Regions from separate parts of the Mus musculus genome. Here region 2 is linked to region 1. Evidence: chromatin contacts called from public HiChIP or PLAC-seq data. All regions are on one chromosome and are shown on one strand. Each heading gives the region's core, a stretch centred on a gene start, on an enhancer-like site or on the middle of the called end of the contact. The rest is flanking DNA. Distances are from core to core; before and after follow the strand shown.

Region 1 (4,906 bases), core at 1,408-3,907:
CCCGTGCATGGCCTACCAGGTGGTGTCACTGCGTGTGTTGTGTCCCGACTGTGAGTACCCCATGGGGGAGTTCCTTCCTGAGACACAGCAGAGGTCTAGGAGCCTCCAGAAGCTAAGCCTTCAGATGCTGTTGTTACAGCCAACTCCTTATGAGGAGAAGCTGGGAAATGAAGTTACTACAGTTGCCTTTGAAGTATTTTGAGGTTTATGTGTGTGCATCTAAAACAAGTTCTTTATGTTGGGCAACTAGGGACTGGGCTCCTCACAAAAGCTTCCACTGACAAAACCCCAATTAAGGAACACAGGGAGTTGCCCTGTTGTGGCACTGATGTTGCCAATGCGTTCAAAACCACCCTTTCCAAATATGTTCAAATCTTATAAAAGTTAGGGTTTTCTTGCCTAACTGTAGGTCAGTGGGTTTGGTTTTCGTTTCCTCTACACTGGGGCTGAGCAGAGCAGTGGCCAAGGCTTACGTGGTAAAAAAACCAGCACAAAATGCGCCAAGTCCCTGCTCCAGGTTCTTGGTTTTTGCCATTTGCTGCCTCTCCCTCAAGCTGAATTAGGGAATGTGTTCCATAGAGCCATTAGCCTGGTTGATTGAGTTTCTGCTTTTCTGTCTGCCTGTTTGAACTGTTACTCACTCTGGGCTTTGGCAAATAAAAGCCTGGGCTATTTACCACTGTTTTGGTTTTTTTTGTTTTGTTTTGTTTTGTTTTTTTGTTTTGTTTTTTTATGGCTTTTCAAGACAGGGTTTCTCTGTATAGCTCTGGCTGTCCTGGAACTCACTTTGTAGACCAGGCTGGCCTCGAACTCAGAAATCCACCTGCCTCTGCCTCCCGAGTGCTGGGATTAAAGGCGTGTGCCACCACGCCCAGCCCACTGTATTTTTCCCACCAGAGAACTTCCTTGTTGAGCTCTTCCTATCATCAGTAGAAACCTCACTATGTGTGTTGTTGCTAAACAAGGTGTTCAGTGGGACCAAGACTAGCTTGGCCGTAATGTCACCCAACAGCCTGCTTGCTGTAGCCAATGCTTAGAGAGTAACCAGAGCTGGGAGTGTGAAAGCCACTAAGGCTGGAAAGTACATCAGGAGTTCTGGCTCCCACCGAGAAGGTTCAATGAAACTCGTTTGTGCTCTGTGGCCTTAGAGCCGTCAGACCAGCACTGTATAGGTAAGCTCGGGTGTGAAGCAGTGAAGGCCTTCCCACAAACATAGTCAGGAGCAGTCCCTCCCTACACAGGCTTTTTGGACGTGCCAGAGTTCTGTTCCTATTTGAATAAACTCTGAATTGGTCTCTTTACAAATGTGCCTACACTTGGCTGCCTCTTTCCATCTCTGCTGAAGGAAGTTACACAGTCACTCAGCCCTGCTGGTGTGCATCTGTCTTCCTTGTGTGCAGCCATTAATGAGGTCATACTTCTGCCAAGAGTTTGGGAAGAGCCCAGGTTTTTGCTCGGTTGGTTTTGAACCCTGGAGGGGAGGAGAGAGAATAAACGCCACGCGATTCTGTTTACAGATGACAACTTTTGGAGCCTTCTTGCACAAAGGGGCTTTCTGCAGGAACTACTTCAATTTGCTGGACATGCTGGTTGTTGGGGTGTCGCTGGTGTCCTTTGGGATTCAGTAAGTATTTATGTGTCCGTAGAGTGAGTTTACATAGGGAACTTAGACCTAATTTGCTCAGGCTGGGCACTGTCTGCTGATTACAGCCAGAACGGCTTAATTTGCCCTGGGCCAGAAAGAGCTGGGGCCATTTGTATTTTCCTATTTCTGTTTTCCTTTTCTGTTTTCTTTTTTTTTTTTTCTTTTTCCTTATGCCTACTGCTAGGTTGAGTTTATGATTCTCTTCAGAATTAGCTTTCAACAGCAGATGAAAGAAAGACAGTTTGACTAGTAGAGGACAAATAGGGTTCTTCTCAGGCCTGGTCCAAGACTTCGAGCATCCTTTCTCAGGGTGGCAGTTTTCCTTCACTGCAGGCAAAGCTTGGCCTTGGTGGTCTCTTGGGATCCCTTCCTCTCCCTGTGCTTGCAGGATAGACAGCTGCGGTGACCTTGGGGACACTTAAGAGTCTCTGGTGAAGCTGAACACTGCCTTTTTACCCTGTGCAGTACCCGGGGCAGTCACCCGAGTTTGTGTCTTCTGTGGCCTCATTTCACTTTCTGCTGGCCTGTGAGCTTCTGTGCTCCCGAGCTGTCCCATGTGTGCACACGTGTACACAGCCCCTTAGCTCTAGGAACCTGAAGAGAAATGTAAGCCAGGCACTGGGAAACCACAGAACTAGGCCACTCTGTGGGAAGAAAGACAGTTTATTTGGGAATCAAACTCCTAGGCTGTATCTGAGGTGGTCAGGGGGTCAGGCCGAGGGGCAGAGAACATCGGGCTGCAGGAAAAGCCTTGTCAGCTTTGTGGGGACAGGTAGTGATAGGAGGGTGGGTTCGGGCAAGGACAGCCTGAGAGTTAGCAAGGGGCTTTGTTCTGTTATAGGCTGGTCAGGTAAGTCAGCAGCTACATGCCCATTGTCTGTTGACCATGGGGACAGATAAAGGAAGTAGCAGCTTTTCCTGACTGACTAAAGCCCGCTCCTGAGGAGTGCTAAGTTTAGGGTTTTGTTTATCTGATGCCAGTCCTTCTGTTTACCCAGTCAGAGTCCAGCCTGACATTGTCCCTCTGGCCGATGCCTGGGAACCTAAGCTCTGAGCTCATTTCCCGGTAGAAACTCCAGACTAGTCTCTTCACGGCTCTGAGCTGTCCACACTCTTTCTGGCTTCTCTTCTTTGCACACTCCCCCATCCCCAAGGCCTGTGCTCCAGCCACACCCCTACATCTGGGGTGCTGAGGCTCAGCTGCCTCAGTATGCACTGCTGCTGCCCCCCTCTGTCAGCTAACTCTCTGCTCCCTTGGGACTCACTTGGCACCACCTCCCTGAGAGGCCTTCTCATCTGCCCCTGTGGTCACACCATATCTTCCCCACCTTGGAGGAGCATACTGCAATTCCCCACCCCCACCCCCAGGTGTGCGTGCTCACCCCTCCTACCGGATGTAGCTACTTGAAGGCCAGAAAAGCTCTGGTACCAAAGCACGGTTCCCCAGACTTAAACACGAAAATCTAGAAGTCAGGAACCTAGTGTTTACATGAACATAACAAAGTTTGAAAATTTCTCCAAAAAGGCAACTGTAAGCCTAAAATAGGGGCTCTGTCAGGTCCCACAGGAGGCAGGAGGCCCGCTTTATGGCATAAAGGAGTAGAGAGACTCCACACAGTTGTGAAGTGTCTTTAAGAGATGATCACATTAAGCAACTGCTCTCCGGGCTCCTAACCAGCTGTAACTCAGCCGCTTGCTTGCTTTGTCCCTCCTTAGGTCCAGCGCCATCTCCGTTGTGAAGATTCTGAGGGTTTTGAGGGTCTTGCGGCCTCTCAGAGCAATCAACAGAGCAAAGGGACTTAAGGTATTGACCCTCTCTGTTGAGTGGGGCTGTCTTGGGTTGGGGATGGCTGCAGTTACTAACTGTTCTTGTCTGGAGGTGAACTGAGGCCTGCTGGGTTTCAGAGTGGAACAATTCCACCAAAAGAAAAACCAAAAAGGCTGCTTCTGCCACATACCATCATTCTAAAGATGAAAGACAAAAGACTCAGTAGGTAAGAACACTTGCTGAGCCTTAGCGCGAGCACGAGCATTTGTTCGGAGCTGAGTCAGCTCCCAGAGCCTGTGTAAAAAGCCATGCGTGTTCTCACACACTGGAAAACCCAGCACTATGTGTGAGGTGCCTGAGACAGGAAGGTGCTTCCTGGTGGCTGTTCTTGCTCTGGGTTCCGTGAGAGCCTCCATCTTAAGAGTCTAAAGTCAAGACTGATATAGGAGGACATGCAATATCCTCTTCTGCTTTCCTCAAAGAACAGGTGTGTTTGTGGGAGCATGTACCCACATAACATGTACTGCTACACACACACACACACACACCACACACACACCACACACACACACACACACACACACACACAACACACACACACACACACACACACACACACACACACATACACACACACACACACCAGAAATTACTTTTTTTTTGTTAATTGGAGATATTAGTTTTTATAATTACAGTAATTATTGGGTACTTCTTTCTCAATACTTTTTCTTGTGTTTAAGTTGTAAATGTTCTCATGTGGAGTACACACCAGGCTGGAAGGTTTACATTTCTGTAAAGTCTTTCTGGGATGGGGAGCCTATGAGCAGGAGGGGTTTCTTTCAACTAAACCAACTTCTTTGGAGGAAGCCCAAGAAAGGTGTTTTGGGGGCTCAGCAGGTTAAGGCGCTTGCCACTAAGCCTCACGACCTGAGTCCAGTCCATGGACCTCGTGTGGAAGAGAGCAGCAGCTTCTGGATGTCCTCTGGTTCCACACTCACCCGTGCACAGTGCACACACATGGAGTGGATAGGTGCAATACAAGATTGATAAAAACGTGCACGTCCAATTGACCACAATTCTCGCACCGTGGATTACCAGGAAAACAGAGCATGAGGTTAGGACAGTTAGAAATTCAGCTCAAAGTGCGTCTTGACGTAGAGGCCCTGGCCTGGTGTTAACTCACCTCACGGCTAAAACCAGGGGAGAGAATAGCAGCCCCCCATCCTCTGTGTGTGTTCCTTCCCCAGCACGTGGTCCAGTGTGTCTTTGTGGCCATCCGAACCATTGGCAACATCATGATCGTCACGACCCTGCTCCAGTTCATGTTTGCATGCATTGGGGTCCAGCTGTTCAAGGTAGGTGTGTGTCTCGCCCAGGGCGGGAGTTGGGTTCCGTAAGGAGAGCCTGTATTGACGTTCTGTCTGCTTGGTATCTAGGGGAAGTTCTACCGTTGCACAGATGAAGCCAAAAGTAACCCTGAGGAGTGCAGGTGG
Region 2 (4,341 bases), core at 119-2,618, 320 kb before region 1:
AGCTCGCCTCTTCACGTGCTTTGGGAGAGGCTGTTCAGCCTTGCTTTTATTTGTTGTTAAGAACACTCAGCTTTCTATTATCTTTTCCACAGGAGCAACTGTGTTTAGTGATAGCCACTGATTTCATTGTTCTTATTGTTACTGTGTTGTCCTTATTTCTCTTACTGCTCGGCCTATCACGGCAGCCAGTGCCTTATTTCTCACTGTTGTATTCAATTCAGTTTTCCTGAGTTACTTTGCATTACCTACATAGCTGTGGGTTCTTCACCGCCAGCTGGGCTAGCTAGGTACAACACGCTAACCTCAGGCTGCTGTTCTAAGACTGCTGGCACCAGCTGAAGATTGCAGGTAGGTAGTATATACATTGCCATGGGGCTAAAAGCCCATGGAAGCTGGGAGTGGGGGTGGGGGTGGGGGAACAAGCTGAGCTTCAGTGTAGTCACCATGGAAGTCGCAGTTGGCCCAGTGGGGAGTTCAGAATCTGTGACGGGACCACACCTGGTGATTGTCGCAAGTTGGAGAAAGAGGGTTACAGAGTGTACACTGTGTAAGTAAGTAAGTAAGATGCTATAACCTTGTCAGTGCCACTGTCTTTAACCTGGGTGACCTCTGCTGCCAGAGGAGATTGTTTTTGAAAGGGAGATCAGGTGGAGCATCTCAACCCGATACCCACTGACGTCTCCGCTTCGGTTGATAAGATAGATGTGAGCAGGTTCCGTTGATAAATACTTGCCACGCAATCGTGAGGGCCCAGGTTCAGATACATAGGCCCTATGTAAATGTAGGGTGGGCCTTCTGGCCTGCCTGCAGTTCCAGCACTCAGAAGACAAGACAGGATTCCTGGTGCAAGTTGGCTAGTTAGACGAGTTAGATGAGTGAGCTCTGGGTTCAAGGGAGGGAGTGAAGTGAATGGAATGGAGAACAGCTGAGGAAGCCTGGTAATGTCAGCCGTGGGTCTCCACGCACATGGGCGTACTCCGAATAGGTGTCCACACGCAAGCAAAAATAGATGTTATCATTTGTAGTGCCGGGGATGAAAGCCAGGGCCTTGCCCACACTAGCACTAGCTACATTCCCAGTCAGATGTGATTGTGTGAATACTAAAGAGTACACAATAAGCCTAGAGACAATGCTTTTGAGGTTTAGGTGAACAGGCAAGCAAATTAGAAACATGGGACCGGATTGCACATGCTCCGCTAGAGTCTCTTTCTCTAGACAGTGGAGTGACAATCCCTGTCTGCTGTCTGTTACTTTTGACGCTCTCATTAGTCATTAGATGTTTGAAAACGACCCCACCCCCACCCCCGATTGAAAAGCTTCAGCCACCTATCACTGCTTCCAGGATTCTGGAGGAATCTGTTAATAAGTGGCAGGTGATGGAGTTCCCACTTAACCATTTCAGAGTCTTCAGTCCCCGAGAGAAACAGCTTATTTGCTTTCCATCACTCATTCACGCTCCAGGGTATGTCAGAGAAGCCTCCAGCTGTGACCAGAGGGTCTCAGGAATGCAATATGTGAGGCTATTAAAAATAAGCTGCCTAGTGTGGCTCTGGGAGCAACGCTTGCCTCACTGGGTAGGGAGTTAAGATGAGTGGTCTGCCACTTACTGGCCTTACTGACTTGCAGCTTGGAGCCTCCCTACTGTAACAAGGGGGCTTGCCTAGTTTTTCTGGTTAGGTCCCAAACCACCAATGTTTTATTCAAGTCGGCTAATTCCGGAGAAACCCAGAAGAGCTCTCCAAGTCCCAGCACTGCTGGTGATGTGTGCTAGGAATTGTGCAGGTATTCATGCTGTCTACCCCGTGGCAATTGAGTGGATAAAGAGAACTGATAACACAGCTCTCAGATTTAGCCCATTCATCATCTCTAGTGCTTCAGACGGGAGCTGGTGCACTCCACTCAATCACTCAACTCCTGGCAGGAGGTAATAATGACACCTATTTTGGGCAGAGTGGGTAATGATAAAAATTCTCTCCAGCCACAAAAGTGTCTCGTTCACCTAGCGAGTCTCCACAACCACAAGGCAGCCTGTGCTATTTGGAGTCTACCAGGAAGCAGATTCCCAAGATGGGATTAGACAGGAAAAAGATTCCTTGGGGAGAGGGAACCAGAGGCACAGACTGTGATGCAGGTGACGTGTGTGGGAGGAGGAAAGGAAGGAAGCAGGACCAGGAACAAAGAGTCCTAGCGTGCAGTACTCTTCCAAAAAAGGCTCATCCAGGCCACGGGACAGAGCTCTGCTCACTCTCATTTCCTAGAAGTTCTGTGTCTTACCCAAATGAGCCTGCCTTGATATCCCAAGACCTAATCACTGGGTGGGGCTGTTGGGCAGTTGCATATTCGATAGCAGGAGATATGAGCCATCCATTTATATGGCTGCCAGTGTCCACCCCTTGCTAGAAATTCACCTCTCTTGTACACCTCTCTTGGGGAATGTTTGTTCCCAGTTCTCCCAAGTCTCTCTTTCTAGGGGGAAAATTAAAACAGCTTAGTGGGACAAACTACTGGGCTTCTTTCTGTGTCTTGGTCAGGGTCACAGATGGTGCCCATGTCTTCCCGTCTCCACTGTCCATTCTAAGCTCCTTTCGCCCTCAACCACTACCTTGGTCACTTATTGGTTGTGTGGCTCAGGTTTTCATTTTGAGGGATCTGAGCCCTTGACAATTGTACCCCTCTAGCTGATGACAGTCACCGACTTGCTGAGGCAAGGGAAGGCCAGCCAGGAAATGCCACTGCCTTTTTCCGGACTCTTGAGTAATAGTCAGGCTATTGGCCATGGCTCAGAAACCTTTAAATGGTTTCATTTCAAGGTTACTTTTGCTTTTTCACAAGGTGCAAGACCCAGTGAGCTGCTACAAAGACTTTTTCCTTGCTCTGTCTTCCTTCAAGGCTAATTCTGAATGTGGCTGTAATGCAGTTTCTGGCCACTGCAACATGTAACATGTAACCACATAAGGCTTGTTGAAGTGGGAATTTCTGGCTGTGTCATGTAATGCAGACTCAGGTGATGTTTGGAGGGAGTGTAAGCAGGACTCAATCAACAGTGAAGGGACACCTGCAGAGGGAGCTGTGCAGCTCTTGGCTGATCTCCAGATCTTCGAGGATCTTCACTTTGTTGAGAGAGTCATGACAAAGAACTCCTTCTTGCTGGTCCTGGTCTCTCTCACTGACATGTGCCTATTTGACGGAGGCTTGGCGGTTTCTGCTGGATCGTTCTGCCTTGCTATTTCCTGTTTGGTGACACCTTTGAAGTAGATTGTTAGTATCCTGACACTACTGAACTGGACCACTGATATCTTGACAAAAAGAAATTGGAATCACTCCAAAGAACTACTACTTTTTTTTTTCTTAGTCATCTGCTTTATTTTTTTGTGATTTTTGAAACAAAACAAACACTCGCTATATAGCCCAGGTTAGCTGGCCTGGTCTCTGCATAGATCCTCCTGCCTCTGCAACCTGAGTTCTAGGGTAGAAGGCTTGGAGAGCTGTGTTTGACATGTGATGGGGCACGTACAAGTGATAAAGCAGCGCGGTTCTCGTTCTCGGTGCAGGAGATGGAAGCTGGGATGTCACAAGGTGGGCCATTCAAGAAAGGTGTCTGGCTTTCCACCTAGGGCCACAGATCCAACCTGGGGTCATAGTGAGGAACTGTTGTTCCCAGGTCGCCCTGCAGCATGGGACTAGAATTCCACCTTGCAGGCAGGACACCAGGCTGCCACTGCCCAGCACCCTGATGCCTAGTGCCTGGTGCTGCGCATGCATCTCCTTATACCTGTTTATCACCATTGAATTGAAGGTAGGGATCAGTGTGACCTGCAGGTCAAGGTCCCACTGCTGCTTGTCAGCCAGCAGTGCATCCAGCACTGCATGCAGGCCCTCTTCCTGGCGCTGGCCTTGCCCACCGATGACATAGCAGAGTGCGTGCATGCATTGTAAGAAGTTCTGGTCCAGATGGCCGGCACCTCCACCAGGCAGGTAGCCAGCAGCAAGAAGTACAGGGCGGCTACTGGATCCAGAGGAGATCCTTTTGGCAGGGGCCATCTTGGGACAGTCTTAGGGATGAGGGCTTCCTGATGAGTGGCACATGGCCTGAGTGGCCTGTTCCGGTACCCCACGGGGCCCTTTGTCTTGGCAGTTGCAGCTCTGGGGTCCGCAGAGGCAGAGCTTGGCCTTGCAGGGGCCTTGCAGCTATGGTTGGGATTGATGATGCTGAGTGGGTGCCAGGCACGGTAGCACCTCCGGGTCCACCATGCAGATTCCTGGTGTATCCTGCAATGGTGGTGGCACGTGAGGTGTGAACTACTTTTAAACAGAACACATCCCTTTGTCCTATTTATTGTC

The links. HiChIP or PLAC-seq counts read pairs in DNA pulled down with a chosen protein or histone mark.
Region 2: a contact with region 1 is called in an H3K27ac HiChIP or PLAC-seq map of extraembryonic endoderm stem cells. The contact joins two enhancer-like sites. A contact is called at or near these places in 1 of 484 Hi-C or Micro-C datasets (bone marrow-derived macrophages), 4 of 115 datasets of contacts at active chromatin or transcription factors (T-cell acute lymphoblastic leukemia, embryonic stem cells and extraembryonic endoderm stem cells) and 2 of 9 other capture datasets (adipose tissue and liver).

Annotation. Positions count from the first base shown.
Region 1 is chr14:30,102,207-30,107,112 of GRCm38.p6, reverse strand. It overlaps Cacna1d (calcium channel, voltage-dependent, L type, alpha 1D subunit), which reads left to right. Exons shown (of 47, transcript NM_001083616.2): 22 at 1,518-1,624; 23 at 3,362-3,449; 24 at 4,661-4,768; 25 at 4,850-4,902. Among named protein-coding and RNA genes, the nearest start is that of Gm52106, 32 kb to the right of the region's middle. Within about 2 kb of position 2,657, at least 33 of the 459 cell types and tissues checked have an H3K27ac peak or open chromatin away from gene starts, as enhancers often do. A contact at or near this core is called in extraembryonic endoderm stem cells, where this site is marked.
Region 2 is chr14:30,423,223-30,427,563 of GRCm38.p6, reverse strand. It overlaps a transcript of Cacna1d not described here and the pseudogene Gm18681. Among named protein-coding and RNA genes, the nearest start is that of 4831407H17Rik, 33 kb to the left of the region's middle. Within about 2 kb of position 1,368, at least 10 of the 459 cell types and tissues checked have an H3K27ac peak or open chromatin away from gene starts, as enhancers often do. A contact at or near this core is called in extraembryonic endoderm stem cells, where this site is marked.